2 separate regions of the Mus musculus genome follow, and region 2 is linked to region 1. Evidence: chromatin contacts called from public Hi-C data. All regions are on one chromosome and are shown on one strand. Each heading gives the region's core, a stretch centred on a gene start, on an enhancer-like site or on the middle of the called end of the contact. The rest is flanking DNA. Distances are from core to core; before and after follow the strand shown. Region 1 overlaps Gm30848 (a long non-coding RNA gene). Region 2 has its middle 26 kb from the start of 1700019E08Rik.

Evidence for each region. A called contact is a pair of places that touch in the nucleus more often than the background predicts.
Region 2: a Hi-C map of uterus shows a contact between it and region 1, with 2.7 times the contacts expected there. The contact joins two enhancer-like sites. A contact is called at or near these places in 5 of 484 Hi-C or Micro-C datasets (the 3T3-L1 cell line, 3T3-L1-derived adipocytes, brown adipocytes and 1 more).

What each region holds. Positions count from the first base shown.
Region 1 is chr2:45,579,300-45,583,460 of GRCm38.p6, reverse strand. Gm30848 (a long non-coding RNA gene) reads right to left here. Exons shown (of 3, transcript XR_374345.3): 3 at 1-2,278. Among named protein-coding and RNA genes, the nearest start is that of Gm30848, 8.7 kb to the right of the region's middle. Within about 2 kb of position 1,715, at least 88 of the 459 cell types and tissues checked have an H3K27ac peak or open chromatin away from gene starts, as enhancers often do. A contact at or near this core is called in 3T3-L1-derived adipocytes, where this site is marked.
Region 2 is chr2:45,668,643-45,672,803 of GRCm38.p6, reverse strand. No RefSeq gene overlaps it. Among named protein-coding and RNA genes, the nearest start is that of 1700019E08Rik, 26 kb to the left of the region's middle. Within about 2 kb of position 2,088, at least 5 of the 459 cell types and tissues checked have an H3K27ac peak or open chromatin away from gene starts, as enhancers often do. A contact at or near this core is called in 3T3-L1-derived adipocytes, where this site is marked.

The DNA of each region.
Region 1 (4,161 bases), core at 466-2,965:
TGCCTACAGGGTGACTTACTGGGACCATTCCTTCAGTTGACATTCCTCTTTCTCAAATGACTCCAGCAAATGTCAAGTTACCAAAAAACTACCTAGGACACTTTAACCCATGTCAACTTGACACTCAAACATACTACTAACATTACATTTCCTTTTCTATTTATCTCCAAACCTCTCATATTAGTATCAGTATCACAATGTAAGGAACATTCCAACTGCTAATAGTTCCCCAGTCTTTAAAAATTCAATCACTTTATCTAAAACCCCTTCATTATAACAAGGTCCTCCCCGCTTCCACACTGAATTGCTTACTAGTTTGAAGAACTTATTGGAAGTGGGCATTTTATATGACATGTATGGCTTTAAAATATTAAAAATGAACAAAAAAGGACAAAAATATGAAAAGGTTTATGTGGGTCTGTAAGGTATGTCTGTGAAAAGACATTGTAGTAGTTTTGACACTATGGCTATCACCTTTAAAACCATTTACCCAATAAAATGTTAAAACTGAAAAAAGGAAAGTGGAATATTTTTATAAATATCCAAACTTCCTTTCAGAGTTCAAAGCCTCTCCACAATAAGCTCAGGTAAAAATCAAAGATAAGTTACATACTTTTTCATTTCAAGAGGAAAGCACCAGGGCAGAGTTACATTCAAAACAGAGCAAAGCTAAAGACCAACAGTGGATACCTCAGTGACAGACTTCTTGGTCTCAGATCTGCTGATCCAGCACTCTGGCTCTGCCATGGACAGCACACACAGCTTCTCTCATAGGCTCAGGCCAACCACCCTTCACACCTGCTGCAGGTTTGAACATTGTCCCATGCTACTGCCATCTCCAAATTGCAGGGGTCTCTGTTGTACCTGGACTGTACCTTCACACATAGCCTCTACTGGGCTCAGTTCACTGGCTCTAACACTTCTCAGCTTCTCTTGATGACCCCTTCAAGGCTTCTACTCTGGTATTGCACCTTCATTAGCAGCAGATACCTGAAGCTAGAAACTGAAACAGAAGCCTTAGAAGAACATGGCTTACACTTACTCCCCAAGGCTTGCTCAGCCTGCTTTCTTATATTCCCAGGACCACCTGTCCAGGTGAGGTAGCACTGCCCATAAGCGGATGGGCCCTTCTACAATAATCACCATCCAAACAAATGTCCTACAGACCAATCTGCTGTGGGCATTTTCTCAACTGAGTTTTGCTCTTCCCAAATGACTCTGATTCGTGTCCAGTTGAACAAAACTCACCAGGACATCCTATTTTAAACTACAGTGTCTACACTGTATTTTGTGTTGTTTAAACTTAAAAACAATTCCAAAGTAGAGATATGGCATTTTAAAGTTCTCAACTTACTTTGCTAAAATGTCACTGAGAAGGATTGTGTTGATTCATTTTGCCACCAGGGTAAGTTGTGTTGTCTATTTCTGAATAAGGCAGTGGTATGTCTATATTGCTACACTAGACTCCCATCACCAAAGAAGTCATGGTACTTCCTAGGGAGCAACAAAAGAGTGAGTGTTACCTTCATTCTGCTCTGGCCTTCTCAGTCATGGTTCTTGAGTATGCATAAAAGCTTCAAACTAGGCACTCTGCCCATACCTCAGACATATATATTTGAACACACACAGGCCCCATAGTCATACATGTAAGATGAACTTTCTGATGACAGCCCGCAGACTCCCACTGACATGGACAATCAGAGAAGGGAGTACTTCCCTGAGACTCTTTGGTCATCAGCCAGCTGTCGAGAGTCCGTGGAGAGCTAACATGAGTGTTCAAGCAACCCTGCCTTGCTGAAAACTGTTTCTGAGGTGATAGAAGTATTCTATGGGTAGGCGGAAGAAGCCTTGCCTTTATCTCCTGGAGAAAGAAAACTTTTGCCAGGAAGTGAGGGATTTTTTCAAACCCCTACAACAACTGGAAGAGAAATGTGGTCATTTTGCCAGCGAGCACAAGGAACTCGGCCTGCTGTCAAAAGGCTCTCTGTCCAACCCGGGGCTGGATTCATGGTAACGAAAAATTCCCTCTTCAGCCACCTAAGTGCCTGTTGAATTAGGCACACAGCCAAGGTGAGATACAAACAGTCACTCGGGTGAAATGTCCGTTTTCATTTAGATCTCTGTGGCCCTTTCTCATGTCATGGGGAAAATATGCTTCCTTTGCTTGGATGTTTTTAGGACTCCTTGGTTGGAGGAGGAAGTCAGATCTGCTGCTCCAAAGGCATCCACTGGAGGCAAAGCCGCAGCTTTGCACAGTCAGAACCAGGCTGTCCTTGTCCTTAAGAAAAAAAAAAAAAGAAAGAAAAAGCTAAATTATTCCTCTCCCACTCCTACTCATGGTTTTGATGTTGAAAGAAACCTGTTGTGGTTTAAGTGACTCGGTCAGTTCTTCTGGGATTTTCCAAAGTTTCCTATAAAAAGAAATCTGTGGGAAATGAATGATTGCATAATCACTAACATATGTCAATTTCACTAAATCTGTTATCTTTTTGGTGTGTTTTGAATTGCACTGTCCTATCTTGAATTGCTATCACCTTAACAGTTCTGTCTTTTAAGTATTGATACATACATTGACAAAAAAAAAATCAAGCCAAGAAGTTGCTTTTTGTTCTTTTCATTTTATTTTTTGGTTTGTTTTGGTTTTGTTTGCATAGCAAATTAGAAAGACAGGATGGGGAAAGAGGCAATTACCCAGCCCAAGAAGTGCAATGCTGAAAACTCCAGCTTCCAGTTACCTGTGTACCTTTAATGATATTATCGCCAGGCTGACTTTGAAGGGGTAACTCTAGTTAATTACCTAAATTATTTGAATTATCTATTCATAGGTACCACAAAATGTATTCACTTTTACCTAAACTAATAATGCAACTGGACCCAGAAAATTAATAACTAAATAAACTAAATAAACACTGGAGGTAAAGTTTAGGGACAGGTTCCCGGTGTACGATCTTTCCTTCTTTAAATGACTTGTAAGAATTCTAAAGCCTAATGGTAAGAAGTAGAGAAAGAGCCTCAGGGTTAGAATGTGCTAGCTGCTCCTACAGCTTAACAATAATAATAATATTAGTATTAATAAAATAATCATTAATTCTTCCGACTTCCTTGACTGTTTCCACAGTCAGAGCAAAGGGAAGAGTCTAGTAGGTTCCACTGTTTGGGAAGACGAGCCTCGGTGAACACCCAGTAAACCAAGGCTCCACACCTCATCCAGATGGACTAAGGTTCATTTGTCCTCAACTCTGGCTGTATATTTAAATTGCCCGGAGCACTATAAAAGGACACATAAATCAGGCAGCAGGCATGAAGACAGGCATGGGTGCCTTATAAACGGTCCTTGAAACTCCAGCTTGAATAGGGAGTAATTTGTATGTTCCCCATTGCTTCTAGGACTTCCCTGCTTACACTAGACAGCACATATAAAATAGACTCTCTTGATAATAGACTAGGATATGATAGGTATTTTTAATTTTTCCTACTGTTCTATCATGGGGCCTGAAAAGCCTGATAAGGATTTTTTTTTGTTTTGTTTTTGTTTTTGTTTTGTTTTTGTTTCTTCTTTTTTTCTTTTTATTTTTTTTTCTTTTAATGAAAGGCCTCCAATTTTGTCTCTTTCACCCTGCCCGCACTTCCATACTGAAATACTGAAAGTCTATGAGAATATCTATTCATTCATTAAAGGACTCAGGAAAACAGCAGAAGTTAAGTGGCTTAAGAAAAAAAAAAATTCTGTCCACAAATATAAGAAAAAAGTCGCTAGCAGCTAACAAAAATTATCCAAGGTAATAAGTCAGATTTCAATAACAACTATTTTGTGAGAAAGTTACTGGCTTAGGAGATTAATAAACAATAAAAATACATTCTGATTTCCATGTGAAATTACATATTACATACTCACATTTAAAGTAGGGATTTGCTGCTGTTGTTCAGTCATGGTATAGTTATGTCTTGCTGAAATTTTCACATCTTATTTGTAGCATAAAAATAATTTGAAGTCAAAATTGCCCTTGAAATTTTTTTAAAGTGTCTCAGTAATACTAGTAAAAGTGAGTTTTTACAACAGTATGAAAAGAAGCATTTTGTCTATGTTTATACATTATATTAAGCAGCTTGGATTCTTGAGAACTACATTAAAAATATGAAAACAAATCTTAAAAACAAGAT
Region 2 (4,161 bases), core at 839-3,338, 89 kb before region 1:
TTCACTTTATTTCCTAGTTTATTGATTGCTTTTGCTATGGAAAGGTGTTGGATTTTGTCAAATGTTGTTTCTGTATCTATTAAGATAATCACATCACTTTGTCCTTTATTGACATTCTGTTGATTTCAGATGGTAAACCTACTTACTTCTAATCAATCCCACTTGGTGATGATGTAAAATTCTTTTAATATCTCAGATATAATTTGCAGTAATTTTGCTAAGGAATTACTATCTATGTAAGAAATTTATTCCGTAACTTTCCATACTTGTTCTGTCGTTAGCTGTCAGAATAATAGTTGGCTCTGAGCTGGGAAGTATCTTTTCCAAATCTAAGTTTGGGGAAAGTACAAAAAGAATTATTTCTATTATTTTTTGAGATAGAACTAATCAATGAAGCAATCTTGGGCTAAAATATATTTTGGAGAAATCCTCAAATTTCTAACACAACTTGCTCTGTGTTGGTGTGGCTATATTTCCATGTTTCTAAGATAGAGACATTACATCTTGTTTGCAAAGCTGAGCTCCTTGGAAAATTGTACATAGTGCCTTAATGAGAGATAAGACAGTAGAACATTCCTCAAAATATAGCAACAAGGAATAAAGGGTGGATAATTCTCTCAACTGAGGAAGTATTAAATATACCAGGTAATGTTTGTAGAATCGTCTGGTAGAGATGGAGATAGTATAAAAGAGTCTGAGGACAGATCACTGGATATGAAGTTTAATTTTCAAATTGTGTTTGCCATTAGGGTTCCTGTGAGCTGCAAAGACTCCATGTCTGAAACTAACTGTATGAGCTGACATAAAAATCATCACAATTATATGTAATACAGATTTGTTCATAATGACTAGGAGAGATGCCAATATCTAGGTGTTCCCCAAGTCCCATGGTATCATTAACGATATCATTGACGTCTGAAATATTCTTTCCATCACAATGGTATTGTCTCTTAAAATAAAGACCCATAATATTTTAAATACTTTAGTTCAATGATTTAAATGTGCTATCTGCTTAGGAATTCATTGATATATCACATCCTGAATAGATTTCCATAATATACCAATCAAAACCAGCCAATCTTTCAGAAAAGTTAAGCCATCGAGAACTTCTTCTAGGCTTTTAATTCCTTTTAGTATAACACAAAGATTAAGCTACTAATTATAGACCAAGTCTGGCTTAGTACAATGTAATTTTTAAACATGAAAATATTTTTTTCTTTTACTGGGTCAATTTCTTAAGTTTTAAAAATAGGAAATGTATATTCAATATAGTATATTCTTGTGTATTTATATGTGGATTAAGTGTCATTTACTCCGTGACTACTATTGTCATTGATATTTCTGGAAACAATCAGCTATGGGGCCACATTCTATGTGATATACCAAAAAATGGACCTACGTACTCTTCCTGAAATGGCATCACCATCCTTCACATGACACATTTTCTGTTTTTACTTCAATGCTCTCTCACTCTCTAGAGAATCTTGTTACAGATTTCCCTTCATGCCCCTTCTGTTTTGCCTAGCAGAGGAGCCTCTACTCATACAGATGAAGAGATCTTTGCTTTGAATGTTTGAACATTCATCGAGTTGGTCATTCTCAGCACTGGTCCCTAAGCTCCTTCCTTACAATCCATGTCAAAACCAGCAGATCATGAAGCAGTGCTCCCATTTCATAGGTGAAGAAGTGGGTAAAACACTTGGTAACCTATTTAGTTCACTCAGCTTATACATGGTCCCCCTACAAAATAGATTTGTTTTCAGTGTGAAATCCATGCAGCTTCTTATCCTTCAAGCTGCTGCCAAGGCGGTTTTGTTACAATGTCGTTTTGATTATGACACACTCAACTAAATGGATCCTTATTGCCTATAAAATAAACCCTAAACTCTTAGCCTGAGAGCCCAAAGCTTGTGATAATCTGGTTTAAACCTGCTTTTCTAGACTCTGCTCACTGCTCCTTCTCACACCCACCCGACTCCAACCAAAACATATGACTTTTCATTGCAAATATGCCCTGCACTTCCTTCTATAGCTGCCTCTGCCTGCCACCACACCCTCTTCCAGTGCCCTCTACCCAGTGTCACCTCTACCACAAATGCTTTCAATCTCAGATGGATGTGAAATCCTTTCATCTGTGTGCCCAGTGGTTTAGATCATGCCAGTTTATGATTTACAACTTTCTTAACATAGGAAAAATATCAGAGAATAGTGAGATTAAGAGGATTTCTAGAAAAAAAAAATGGGTTGAAGGAAAAGCTACAAACTAAGCTAGTGTTAGCTATATGGACCAGTCAAAGAAAAACCCAGAGTAAAAGAGAAGAACATGATAATGGAGGGTAAAAGTACATGGAGCTGAGAAAGGAACCAAGTTGTTTCATTTTCCCACTCATTAGAACATATAAATTATTAGGTGAAGTGAAGGGTATCAACAGATAAGAATTTTGGCAGTACCAGGAGTTTGGCTTCCATATGAAATTACTGGCTTGGCATATTTTATATGTTATTTCTGGCTGTTAATTCTGTTTGACTCAGACTTTTCTGTGTGGAGTGCTCTCCAAAATTGAAGATATTCTTGAGAGTTGGAAGGATGGGAAGAAGCCAGGAGTAGCCATATTCCATGAAATTAATTACTTGGACAGATGCTTGTCAAAGTACACCAATATGGGTGCTCTGTGCTCATATGTGAACATATTTCGATTTTCCTATAAACCTGAAAGTTGTGGAGCATGGAGGCTGTGCCTTATTTATAGAGCCTTCATCAGTACCTCTCATATAATGATGCATAATCATAGAGGTTTTTTGATAAGACCTGACATTTTGTTTTCAATCAATCATTATATCTACATACTAATGGTGAATTAGGCAGGTGAAATGAGGCCTGGAGAGAGAAGGGAGAAGCACCTGTCCAGAGCCAAGGTGTGTTGGGATGACATGGGCTGCTGGGCATTGGTGTATACAGCTTAAGGCATCATTTCTCAAGTTCAATACTAACTGTATTCAGGCTACTTAATTCTTTGTCATATGGAATTGTATAATGTACAGCAGTGTCACTGGTTACTATTCACTGTAGTACTTCCCAGTAGTGACATCCAACAGATGTCTTCTGGCTCCAGTGAGCCATAAAAATTTGAAGGAATGGTAAACAGTGAAAACTAGAAGCACTACTTCAACCAACTCACTTTTAGCTTCTAAAACCATCTTATACATATTTTGGTAAGAATTCAGATCTGCCACTGACCTAGGGCATGACTAACAGAAACAACTATGAAAAAAGAGCATGTTCAGTGAGGCCAGCAACATTATACATTCCTGGTTCAGGCTTTTTACCAGAGTGCTGGGCCCAGTAGAGCTTCTTAAGTTGTTGTTGAAATGTAGTATCAGCAAGAGATGAGTTGGGACATTAAGCAATAATGTAAACACAGTAAATAATTCCTTTTCAGGCTCTAGAAGGGCAGGTAGAGAGAAAGGAGTATACAGAGGTACAACACAAGGCATGAAAGAAAAAAAAAAAAAAGACCTGATCCACCTTACTGGACAAAACAAGATCCTGAATGCCTAGCAAAGGAAAAGTCTGAGTTCTAGGATCTGAGACACTATAATTGAACCTGAGATCTTTTCAATCAGATCTCTTACAGAGTATGAGAACAAGCCAGATTTTTATCTCCAACCTCAAAGTCCAAAAAAAGAGTAGGAGATAAGCTTGGTTGGTGAGTAGTGGTTGTGCAGGAGAGCCTTGAATGGTGCAGTAACAGACCCTCAACATCTCACTCGTGTCAGTTGCTTCTTTCTTCACTCTGGCAAAACATCTGACAAGAGCATCTTTAAGCAAGAAGGCTTTGTTTTGGTGTATGATTGTGGGGTAGCAACTGTAGGGTATGCTCTACCATTATAGGACAAGGTATAGCAGCATGATGAGAAGCAACCAATCACATTGCATCTGTAGTCAAAATGAAGCAGAAATACATTCTGGGCTCAACTGGCTCCCTCCATTTTTTGTTTTGTTTTGTTTTGTTTTTTCAGTCTGGGACTCAATCAGATGGAATGGTACTGTACTCATTTAGAGTACGTCCTCCCAATTCAACCGAGGTGAGATAGTCCCTCACAAGCATGCCTAGAGTTCTCTTTCTATGCTGATTCCAATTCCCATCAACTTGACTATCA